2 separate regions of the Mus musculus genome follow, and region 1 is linked to region 2. Evidence: chromatin contacts called from public Micro-C data. All regions are on one chromosome and are shown on one strand. Each heading gives the region's core, a stretch centred on a gene start, on an enhancer-like site or on the middle of the called end of the contact. The rest is flanking DNA. Distances are from core to core; before and after follow the strand shown.

Region 1 (5,593 bases), core at 114-2,613, 220 kb before region 2:
TTTTAAAAAATGCTGCCCAGGATGCTTCGGAGATGCAGGTACTCTCCCGGAGCATTGTGGGGATGTTTTACAGGGACTGTAGCTATTTCATATGCTCCCACACGTCATTCATTAGCTGCCACTCACAGACAAGGCCATTACCACTCACAGGAACTTCTCTCAAGGTAGTGGGATGTTACTGTGGCATGGCATACGGTAAGGTGGGACCCAGAGGAGAAGGCAGAGATGAAAGAGAAGCATGCGTAGCAGTAGAGGTACTAGCGGATTTTTTCAGTCTTACTCCCTCCTCCTCCCACCTTCCACTCCCCTGATCCTGTCTCCCTAGGTTCCGGGTATATGAGTTCTGATTTAGCCATTCCTTTCGTGTTTGCCAAATGTGGAGGTGCAAAAAGAAAGTCAGAAAGGAAGGTATAGGACGCCACAAAAGGCCTTCCCAGTGGATAGAAAAAGCTCACAAAGTTGTCAGGCAGGATACTAACAAGCCGTTCTGAGCCTAAGCACAAAAGCTTGGCGGCGGCGAGGCGCCTTTGTCTCCTAGTCACCTGCACTGGTTTCATTCAAACCTGTGTTTGGATGGCCCTGGAGTTCAGGCTAAGTCCTGAGCACTCGAGAGCCCGTGGTCAATGAGAAGGTGAGGTGGCCTTCTTCCCAGATTCTCTTGGCTGCTGCCTTAGTATTCGAAATCATGAATAGTCTCAGGTACTGGAGCCAAGGCTCACAGAGAAACGCAACCTCAGCTGCTTCCTCCCGGAGACTCTCACCCCACCCCCACCCCAAGGTCTCAGCAGTCCGCTCTTCTCAGCTCCTGAATGAACCTGCATTTCCTCTGCCCAGCTGGGGCTCAGGCTTCCTGTGGGCTCAGCCTTTACGGTTGTCTTCCCGGGGCCTTTGATGGGCTCAGGAAATTGTATCAGACAGAAGATGGGGCGGCAATCAATTAAAAAAAAAAAAAACGTTTCTAAGAAAAACGAATCTAGGCTTTGAACAAGAGTTGTTTGTGTAACATATGCCCTAATGTCCATGGAACAATATATCTAATTTCTAGCTCCTTTCTCGCCCCTCCCCATCTTAACAAGAAAGGAAATCGATTTTTAACCTTCTGATTCCCAGCATACTGACGATCCAGGAGCAAAGATTGCCTTTACTTTTAACCCATTCATCAGATATTACCCTCCCTTTTCTCTGCCCGGCTTCGTTTCTCCCGGCTACTAGTTAGTATATTCACGGTGCATGACTCATGAAGCTGCAGCCTGATTGGATGAAAACCAAATCGCACCCCCCACACCCCCACCCCCGCGCCGCCCCAAACGGGTCAGTCAATTACAGCTATTCTCGGCTCCATTCACAGATTTATTAGCTCTCACACAACGAGGGAAATTCATTCGGCAAAGTTCATTCATAAAAATTTCAACAGCCTGGGTATCGTCTGCTCAACTCAGCCTTTTGCTGTGCACAGGCTCCTCCTGAAAAAAGCCTGCAGGAGAGTACAGGAGGGAAGGGCGCCCTGAGAAGGGGTGGGCCGGCCGGGATCGGACCCGAGCCACACAGAGGATGCCCGGACCTCAAGCTGGAGGAACAATGCAGACCAGCGCCCGTCGCTAGGACTCCTGGCTGGTGGCCCAGAACCAAGATCCTCCGAGAGAGGGCAGCCGTCATAACCCCAGCCCATACAGAAGGGCCTTTGACTCTTATGCGCTTTTTTATTTTTCCCTTTGAAATGAACAGTCACGGGAACAAATAAAGGGTTAATGGGCTAGTCCCTGCCCCGCCCCGTGGGAGCTGGAGGGGAGCAGGTTTGAAAGTTCCTGTGCGCAGAGGAAAAGGGGGTAAATATTTCTGCTAAGACTAGAGGCGTGGTGGCACCCGCTGCCCCAGCCTGGGGGACGGGACTCCGGGGCGAAGACACCCCCGCTCCCACCCCACCCCACCCCCCGCGCTCCGGGGGCCTCTGCCAGGGCCTGGAAGGGCCGGCCTGCAATCAGAGCTGGGGAGGCGTCCTCCGGGACTGTCATCCTTGAGCAGTCTCGGACCCGGGCTGGTGACCGCCAGAGCAGGAGAGGTGACTGTGGCGTGGGTCTACCGGACTGCGAGGCACTTTAGGCTGCGGTGCCCAGTCTCAGCACTGCTAAGGCTATGCGAGAACGCAGCCAGGACAGCCAGGCAGGACTCACGCTGTATGTAGGACTCTTTGGGCACCTGGGGATGCTTCACAGGACCAAGTACAGCCGCTTTCGGAACGAGTCCATCACGTCTTTGGACGAAGGGAGCCCCGGAGGCTCCGTTGGAAACAAGGGCTCGTCGCCGCCTCCCTACCCAGCCCTGGCCCCTCACCTGCCGACTGAGGATGCCACTGTGTCCAGCCAGGAGAGCCCCACGGCGCTGTGCACCTTGATTCCCCGTATGGCAAGCATGAAGCTGGCCAACCCCATCACTTTTCTGGGTCTGAAAACCTTCTGCTTGGGTACGAAACAGGTGAGCCGGTTGAAGCTCCAAGAGAACCAGGATCAGACTCCAAGCCGTCCAGCGTCCCCAGAATCCAATCTAAACAGGACTGGACCTGCACCTGCACCGGATCCGGACCAGGTGGGACGCAGGCCCACCTCTTTGCGTCCTGATACTTGCCCACTGCCTGGCCCTGGAGAACCAAGCCCCAGGAGCAAGCAGGACGGGCCCCCTCTGCAGCACCTGTTGGGGAACGGTCTGAACTACTGTGTGCGGGTAAGTCCCTTAAGGCCTACTCCCTGAGCACTCACAGGAAGGGCAGCTGTGCTCTCTGCGGGGACTTCGATTTAACCTGGCTGGGCTCTAGATTACAAGACATACCGCTGGATCAACCGAAGGGAGAGTTGGCCTTAGAGATTTCCTACAGGGATCTGACACATGCCAGAGTCAGATCCACTTTGCTCCAAGGGTGTGAGCCATTGCTAACCCATAGGCAGCTGTTGGCTCAGACATAGCTTCTCATAGAGACAGATAAGATGGCAACTGAGACGTGGTATAAAAGGGATTTGACGTGGTTTTATTTATTTATTTATTTATTTTGGAATCGACATTTCAATGTTCAGCAATTGATGCATCTGTGAGAGTACTCAGGGACTCTGGGACAGGGGAGCCGGGTGTAGCTGGGTTCTGAGATTTATGAGAAGGTGTATCTATGGTAGAAAGGTTGATTCAGGACAGGCGCAAGAGTAGATCAAAGTCACTGTGGGGTCTTCGGGGAAGCTTGGGGTTTGTCCTGGAGAGGGCACGGAGAGGTGGAGGTGACGGCTAGCACAGTCCCCAGGGACTGAACAAATTAGAACAGGGAAGAAAGGGAGGTCATCAAAGCTCTTCAAGGGCCAAACAGAGAGGCTATAAACACTGGTGAGCAAGATCCTCATAGGTCCGCAGGCATATCGTGAATGTAGGTCTTAAAAGATTCATCTGATGATTTATTTAACTTGTGCTGAAGCAGGAAGAGATCCTCGAGGCCAGTGAGAATGCTTGCTGTTCTTCATGGAGGGTGTAGCTGAGTTAGGATGAAGACTAGAGAATGAAGAATAACTTCCAAAGTTAAGTCCTGGATGATACTCAGGATGCCAGAGTCAGCAGAGTCAATTGGGAAGGGGACTCATCAGTTTGCACTTGACCTCTCCGATAACAACAGTGCTATCTAGAGGTGCTGGTGTGCAGGTGAGCAGTCTCATCAGCCCGGCAGTGATTGAGCTTAAAAAGTCAGAGCTGAAGGCAGAAGAGTGGGTGATTGCTTTGCACACTGACAGCATCAGGCTCATGGACAGCTTGGGGGATGCTGGAGAGATTACAGAGAGAACGGGCTTGGAGCAGACTTGGTAAATGGATGCCCACAGCCCCTAAGGAAGATAAGCGTGCAGAGCCCAGCTCCTGCCCTCAACAGCAAGTAGCATACTGTGACCAGGCTTGCATGTTTGTGGAAAATCCAGAAGAGCATTACACTTGTCAAGCTGTAGGGTGCCAACCCTTTATGGTTTGGAGTGACTCCCAAACCTGGGCTCTTGGCACCTGCCTATTGCCTTCAGATTCCTACCTTCAGCCCCACCTTTCCTTCTGTCCTGTATCCCTGTCGGCTCCCCACACTCATATCTTTACCAGTGTTTCTGGGTTTTTAATGAGGACACCAGCTGTCTTCTCACAGTGGTAATAACTTACTCCAGGAGAAATGCTGACCCCATAACCCAAATGAACTCACAGTTTTGCTATGATATTGTGATGTGCATCTCTGGTTTTAGCTGCCTTTCTCACAAAATCTAAAATATCTTAATATTTATAGAGCCTAACTTGAAAGACAAAAGGGTTTCATTTGTCATGTTATCAAGTTAAAATGTCTCAGAGGAATACAAGAGGAGTAATTTTTCAACTCAGAAATTATCTGGGTTCCTGTCTCCTACATACCATTCTTAGTTCTCTTCCCACAGAGTCCCACCCTGGCTGTCATTCTGTCCTTGAGAATCCTACTGGGATGTGAACCAGTTTTTAAAAACGAAGAACCAGCCTCTTAATTTTCATTGAAAAATATTGTACTGAGAAAGACACATCATGGCTGTGCAGTGCTCTTGTCCATAGGAACAAGCATACATAGATGCAAAGCTTGGTGGGGTGATAGATCAGGTTGGGTGGGGGTCGAGCAATGTCCTAATGGCAAGTGAGCATGGGCCAGTGAGGACTTTAAAGGAGCCCCCGAGTTTCTCCTCATTTCCATATATGTCACTATTGCTGTCTACTCCCAGGTACTCATGTGTCTGACTGCCACATACTATGAACCAATCACATTGCAGGATCCATTGTAGAAGCTGGATGTTGATCAATGAAATAGACGAATCCTAAGCATCAGAAATGATCTTGTCCCTGTTTCAAATGTTAGTGATGCCTTGGAGATGTGACAGCAGAGTCAACAGAGAGGCAGTCACTTGGGTGGAGAAGGCTGGGTCCTTGGGGTCAGAATCAACATTGTGATTCTTCATTCATTGCAACAGAGACTCCGTTTTCCATCTACCTTAAGTTAGAGCTGGCTTTGGCTTAAGCAACCTTTGTAAAAAGCGATTCTTCTTGTGGTCTTACGATGTAGAATTAGTAATGCTATCAACATTTTTTTTTTATGGTTCCTAAATGCTTATTTTTTAAGGGACATTTATTTAAGCTCAGATTTTGATTCTCTTGGAAGTTTCTCAGGAGAGGTGGCCTAACAACCTATTCTTTGTGAGATCCCAAACTGGGAATGAGACAGCTAGTCTGGGTAAAGTACTGAAGTAGGTGAAGTTCACTGCAGAAGGTGAAATCTGTAAGACACGTCTCATGTCTCTGAGTCCTTTGCAAGGTACCTTACTTGTCAACACACTCATGTTGGTCTTCAAGGTGCTCAGAACAATCCAAGGTTCCCATCCAGGCTTGTCTCACACCCCCTTCTCTTCTCATTAGCTCCCCACCCCAAGACATACTGCCTAGAAGCTTCCTGATGGAGCAAGGTAGATGAAGGGCCATGCTATGCAGGAGCGCTCTCTCCCAGGATCAGTTCATACAACTGGCCAGGCTGCATATCTGCAGGATTATAGACTACTCACTTAGCCCAGCCTTTCCT
Region 2 (6,282 bases), core at 1,877-4,376:
GGTATCTGTTATGTCTGGTAAGAAAAAAAAAATGACAGGCAATACCAGGGTGGGACCCAGAACTCATCAAAACACAAGTGAAATGAGACTGGGAAATGGAGCTGTTGTTTTGGGTGGAGAGGAACTGTTTGCTTTGGGGGATTGAGGTAATGAAAGCTATTTCAATAACATAATTCAACATTTGTACATGCTCTTTGCCAGAAGTATGGCTAGGCCAACCTCACCCAGGGACCCCCATCTGCAAAATGCGAAGGCTAAGTCTGAAGCGAGAACAAATTCTCCCCTCTGTTCAACAGAAGACAAAACTACATAGACCCTGTGGTTATGACCATGTAAGATGTGACATAGGGACAAGGACTCATGAGAAATGGAGAAAGCGTTAGAATGGCGGGATTATAGGGAAAGACTTAAAAGTTAAGTAGTCAAAATGTTTGATAAAGAAAAGTTCTGGAAAACGATGGCAATATAGTCTCATCTTTGGTGAGGTGGTTAGAAGAGGGTGCTTTACTTTGGTCAAATTGGCTAATGAATAGCTAAGTAATAAAAGGTAGAACACATGGATACATCATTCAATGGCTATCAGTCAACTTACACTTATGTTCATCTCCACAGCCAAGATTCACTTCACTCATTCTTAAGAAAGCAGTGGGGCAACTGAGGCACACCAAGGCTCTGTCAGTGGCTGCAAATGTGTGGGTGTCTTTCTTCAGTACAGAGAATAATAATGGAGTGGGTGAAAAATGGGGTGAGATTTTGAAGCTGTCATCATATCACTCCCCAGGAAGGAACTCCATTGGCTCTTTCAGTTATATCTATGGTTCTCTTTTGTAGGAAAAGCTGTTCCATGTGGAAGTCCAGGGGAGGAGAAACTGAAAGCGAAAGGCAGGCTGGAGGACTGCCGCAGCCCTTGCCAGCTCTCCACTTGCTGGGGAGAACTTGGTGATCATACTATGAGATAAATGGAACCCTTACTGGGGTTTGCTCTGTGCTACCTGGACAAAGCCTTCCGAGGGCCCTGCGTTCAGTCGCTCTGTTCCATTATGTTGCCAAGGAGCAGCCTCCAGGAGACAGGGGACAGGATCACATTGCCTCTTGCATACCACTTGAATACAGAGAAATCAGGCAGTTTCTAGATTGCACAGTGGGTTCAGAACAGCCTGATACACAGAGGTCAGACCAAAGTCCTCCCTAACCCCCAGAAACCTTGCTTCTGCCGACCATGGGACTATGGTTCCTCGGTTTGGACCCCTTTCCCACCTTTAGTAATATCCCTACCACCCCTTTGGATTTGTGGGGATCTTTGAAAAATAGCCATGTCAATGTCCACCACAGACTTTAAAAAACTGGGTCCTTGCCTATTTCTTTTTAAGTTCCTAGAACTTACTGTGTATCTATAGTTAAGAACTTTTGCTCTTTCTAAGTCGCCATGGTGCCTTAAAAGGGTTCAATGATACTTTATCAGGGAAGCCTCCTCTATTGGCCCTAGCCTATGTCTAGTCATGGTCACATACATCATCTAAGCAGTGCCCCGTGTTTGTTGGCATGTAACATATGAGCTACTATTTGTTTCAAGCTTGCCTTCCCTGTCGATCACCTGCTGTGCAAAGGGACTGAAACTCCTGGCTTACTTGCAAGTGATTCTGATTCATCCGTGGGCCAGGTGGCACAAGTGTTCAATAGCTACTTCTTCAATGAATGGTTCTTTATTTGACGACATTTGGAGTATATGTGCTCACTTGTGCGCATGCGTATGCCGAGTACGTTGGTCAGAGGACACATTCAGGAGTCTTTCCTTCCTTCTGCCAGGTAGTTCCTGGTGCTAGAACGCACGTTACCAGGCTTGGTGCTTTATTTGCTCAGAGCCATCTCCTGGCCCTCGAATGAATACCTCTTTTCTCACCTGAAGATGTAGGACGGAATCTCCAGTTCATGGATCTGTTAAGAGGATTTTTTTTTGAAAGTAAGACCTCAATTAAACTAGATAATATATTTAAATAATTATGAATTTAAATCAGTGTTTAAGTCTTCCTATTCAGGTATCGAAGCAGTGCAGTGAGTCCATTATCATGAGGCGTGGTCCATTTTGAAAAGAAGATGGAGTTGATAACATGCCTCGATCTCTATAATCTCATATCCGGGCACAAGATGTTGAAAACAAGAAAAATCCGGGTCAACAAGATGCGTGCATTCTTAGGGTAACTGTGTGGAAAGTGACAGTTGGTGACTGGAGTCCCTGGTCCCTGCGGTCGAGCCCGATGTGGATTTCAGACACCCCCACCCCACCCCAATCCCATGCATGTGTGTGTATGTGCTCTCTGTATAGTGTGTACACATGTGAAAATAGGGTTATTTTAGGAAACCCCATTCCTAACTGAGAGTTGGGCGGGAGGATTGTCTGAAACCCAAATCACAGGCCCCCACATCACAGACTGAGACTTTCGCAGCCTCTTCATTTAGCCTAGGTGAGTAGCTTGACCTGAGCCTCGGGAGAATTGCTCCTCCAGCGGGCTCCTGACACTGGCATGCCCCTTTCGCCGCCGCTAACCTGTTGGCTGGCTCAGTGGTGGTGGCCTCACCACAAGCCCTGCCTGAGCCTCGGAGCCTACAATTTCTCCTCCCAGCCAGACAGCAGAAGACTGGGCTGAGAAGCGAGGGCCACTGCCACAGAGCCCCTTTCCAGCCAGGGCCTCCTGGGCCTCGTTGGCCAAGGTGTCCAGCATGCGTTCTCCGCGCAGGTGGCCCAGCTCTCCGTGCTTCTGATCGCGGGAATCTCGGGTCTGGACCTCTCAGCCGCAGGCAGATCGGTCTAAACCGCTACTCCACCTCTTCCCATTCCCTCTCTTCCCCACCCTGGGACGGAATATCCCAGGCCAGGCAGGACTGGATCACCTCCGCCTCCTCCCAGGGCACTGATCCTGCGAATGAGGGAGGCCCGGGTCCGGGCGGTGGCTGGCAGAGGGGAGTGGAAAGGGAGGATAGATGGGGCCGGGGGTGGGGTGGTGATGGGGGGAGGTGGGGAGGGTGTCATTTTCTTTTTCTTTCTTTCTTTTTTTTAAAAAAGTATTTCTCTCGCGAGAAACCGCTGCGCGGACGATACTTGAAGAGGTGGGAAAGGAGGGGGCCGCAGAGTTGGGGCAGAGACTGTGGGTGCCACAGGCGGCCACAGCTGGGACAGCTGCGGAGCAGAGCAGCCACCGCCGCCTGAGAGTCCGAGCCGCTAGTCCAGTGGGTCTCATGGGGTCCCGCCAGGGTCGGGCGGCAGGCGGGTGGCTGGAGGGCCGTTTGCGCGGCATCCAGGGCAGGAGGCCGGGCAGGGTGAGGGGATGTCTCGAGCATCTGCAGCTGGCCCTCTCTGCCTGACAGCTGCAAGATCCGGGACTGCAGTGCCCTGCTCCACGTCGGATGCAGGGGACTGGCGGGGTTGGCCATGACCCGGTATGTGGGCGGAGAGGACCCTTTTTGGAGAGCTGGGGCGTCAGCCGTCACCGCGCGCAATCAGTGCCATTAAGACCGTGTAGGCAGTCCGCTCGCGGGACGCCTGGGCTCCCTAGGGACACGGTACTTGGCGCCGCGAGGCCACAGGGTCCGCGGATGCCAGTCGCCGGGTTCTGGCTCTGCAGCTAGTTGGGATCGAGTGGTCCTCGTTCCTCCGAGTAACTGCGCCACGCGCAGGCGGCGCGCGGTCTGGGCTCGGCACCGGGGACTGCGAGCTTTCAGCATCCCGGAGCCCTGAGTGTCTCACCTCCCCGCCTTGGGGACTTGTCTGTGTTGCAGGACAGGCAGGGACTACCCGAAGTGGGAGCAGTCCCTGGAGAAGAAAGCTGTAGGACCCAGGCCGGGGACCTCTCTGCATCAGGACAGCCGGACAGTGAGACAGCGGGACCCCGGAGACTCGGGCCGCTGGAAGGCGCGGCGGCGGCGGCGGCGGCGGCGGCGGAGCGAGTGGCGGCCGGCGGCACCATGCGGCGAGGAGGGCTGCTGGAGGTCGCGCTGGCGTTCGCCCTGCTCCTCGAGTCCTACACGAGCCATGGGGCGGACGCCAATTTGGAGGCTGGGAGCCTGAAGGAGACCAGAGCCAATCGGGCCAAGAGAAGAGGCGGCGGAGGACACGATGCGCTGAAAGGGTAAGGGAAGCTCCCAGCTGCTTCGGTGTGCCTCCCCTCGCCCTTCTTGGGACTTTAAGATCCACAGCAACTGACAGGGCAGGTTCTGGCCCGTAGAGGACCCTGGGTGAGATCCCCGGGAGACAGCCTGGAAGTGCCAAAGTTACTCGGTCATCAACTCTTGTTCAGATAACTCGCCTTGTTCCTGGCCCAGAGGAGAAGTCCTGGCTGGAGGGAATCCTGGGCCATTGTTGAAGCAGATTTGGGGAGGCGAGAATGGTTCCTTGTGGAAGAAGGGGAGGAGCTGAAACCCAGAGAAAGGGAGAAGCCCACTGCTTCTGCTGCTTACCAATTCCAGTTGCAGGGAGAAGTGCTTTTCCCGTGTGGGCATCAGCTATTTGGGAGGCATCGCTGAAAGGGAAGAATCCAGAGACTGAGATGAGATGCGTGGTCAGGAGATGGTCCTTCCTTTAAGTCATTCTCATGAAAACCAGAGCTGTACACTCGCGTTCAGACACCTACCCTGGAAGTTTGTAAGGCAGAGGGTTTTGAACACTAGTGTCCGGCCTGCGTGAGCTCTGCATGCAGCTGTGGCTGGCTCTAAATGGGTGTTCATGCGGTATCTTCTTGGAAAGCCCTGTACTATCAGCTTCCCATGCCCTAGTGTTGCAGCTGGGATGACTTAAATCGGTCAGGTTGGCTGTCTAAGGCTTGGCAGTTTCCGGAGCTGAAGGAGATGGAAATAATTCCCCTAAGAGTTTTTAATCGTTTAAAAAGGACAATCTCTGAGATTAAGTTGGAGTCTCTATTAGAAGTGGTAAGATAGAAATAAACGGCCACAGTTCTGTCCTTTGGAAGAGCCTGCTCAATGATTCAAGCGAGTGCACATGCTGAAGTTTCTTGTCATTCTAGGGGTGCATTTTTCCTGACTTGATAAGAGTTCAGTAAATGGGTGGAAAATTGATTTTAATGTTCTCAAGAGGCCTTTGTTTGGTTCAGCATCTTTCTTTCAAAAATCTATTTCTGCTGCACAAGATCATCTTAGTATCTATTGTGATGGCATTGCTCATATATATGCCAATATAAATGCATATATATATATATATATATATATATATATATATATATATATATGGAGGGGGAGAGAGAGGGAGAGAGAGAGAGAGCGAGGGAGATCTTTCACTCTGGGTTGCAAGTCTTAAGGCCAGAGTTTTGCCGGATCTTAGTGTGCTTCTGTTACCAATTTGCATGTCTCTTTTTGAGAAGACAACCTGACAAACAGAGAGGTGTCCCTTCTCTGCTGACAGAGCTGCACTTTGCCACACCATTGGGTTTCACATGAGCTTATGAATATAGAGTTATTGTCTGTACTTCTCCTAGTGCCTGATCTGACAGACTCCTGTCCATTGCAGTTTTTAAAAGATTTTATTTATTATAAATAAGTGCACTTTTGCTGTCTTCAGTCACACGAGAAGAAGGCATCAGATCTCATTACGGGTGGTTGTGAGCCACTATGTGGTTGCTGAGATTTGAACTCAGGACCTTTGGAAGAGCAGTCAGTGCTCTTACCCGCTGAGCCATCTCTCCAGCCCCCATTGCAATTTTTATAAATCTTTTTTTAAAACACATAGTATTAGTAGAACAGCTACTATGAGTATTCCTAGCTCTTATGATATTTTTAAGGTTTTCTGCCTCTATTTCTATGTATGGCTGTGGTAAAATTACTTTAAACGATATACAATTAAAAGTACTTCTCTCCTGCTTTTTATATACATTACACATTTTTTCTAACAAAATTATAAACATATATACATATCCACATATGCAGCACATATATATACATATATACATATATGTTTGAACATATGTATGTGCATATGTTTTACTACATGGATGTGCTGTATATAATATGTGCCTTCACTTTTTATATATTTTCAGTGTATCTAACTGTTAACTTATGTTCTTTTGGTTTGTAGAGTCCCATGATATGGTGGCACAGGTCTCAAATAATGGTTCTTGAGATTATAGTAAATCTTTCACTATTAACAACATCTTTCTGTGTAATTACATGTCTATGCATAAGCTTATATGTGATCCAAGTAGAACTGCCGGATCAAAGTTTTTCCTAGGTTCTCAACACACCCATTCAGGTGCTTATTTTGAAATTTCTCTTTGCTCA

What was found. A called contact is a pair of places that touch in the nucleus more often than the background predicts.
Region 1: a contact with region 2 is called in a Micro-C map of embryonic stem cells, with 2.0 times the contacts expected there. The contact joins the promoter of Shc4 here to the promoter of Fbn1 in region 2. A contact is called at or near these places in 1 of 39 promoter capture datasets (hippocampal neurons), 4 of 484 Hi-C or Micro-C datasets (cerebral cortex, embryonic stem cells and uterus) and 2 of 9 other capture datasets (liver and pancreatic islet).

Annotation. Positions count from the first base shown.
Region 1 is chr2:125,719,918-125,725,510 of GRCm38.p6, reverse strand. Shc4 (SHC (Src homology 2 domain containing) family, member 4) reads left to right here and starts at 1,363. Exons shown (of 12, transcript NM_199022.2): 1 at 1,363-2,718. The coding sequence starts at 2,134.
Region 2 is chr2:125,503,282-125,509,563 of GRCm38.p6, reverse strand. Fbn1 (fibrillin 1) reads left to right here and starts at 3,126. Exons shown (of 66, transcript NM_007993.2): 1 at 3,126-3,225; 2 at 3,775-4,124. The coding sequence starts at 3,961.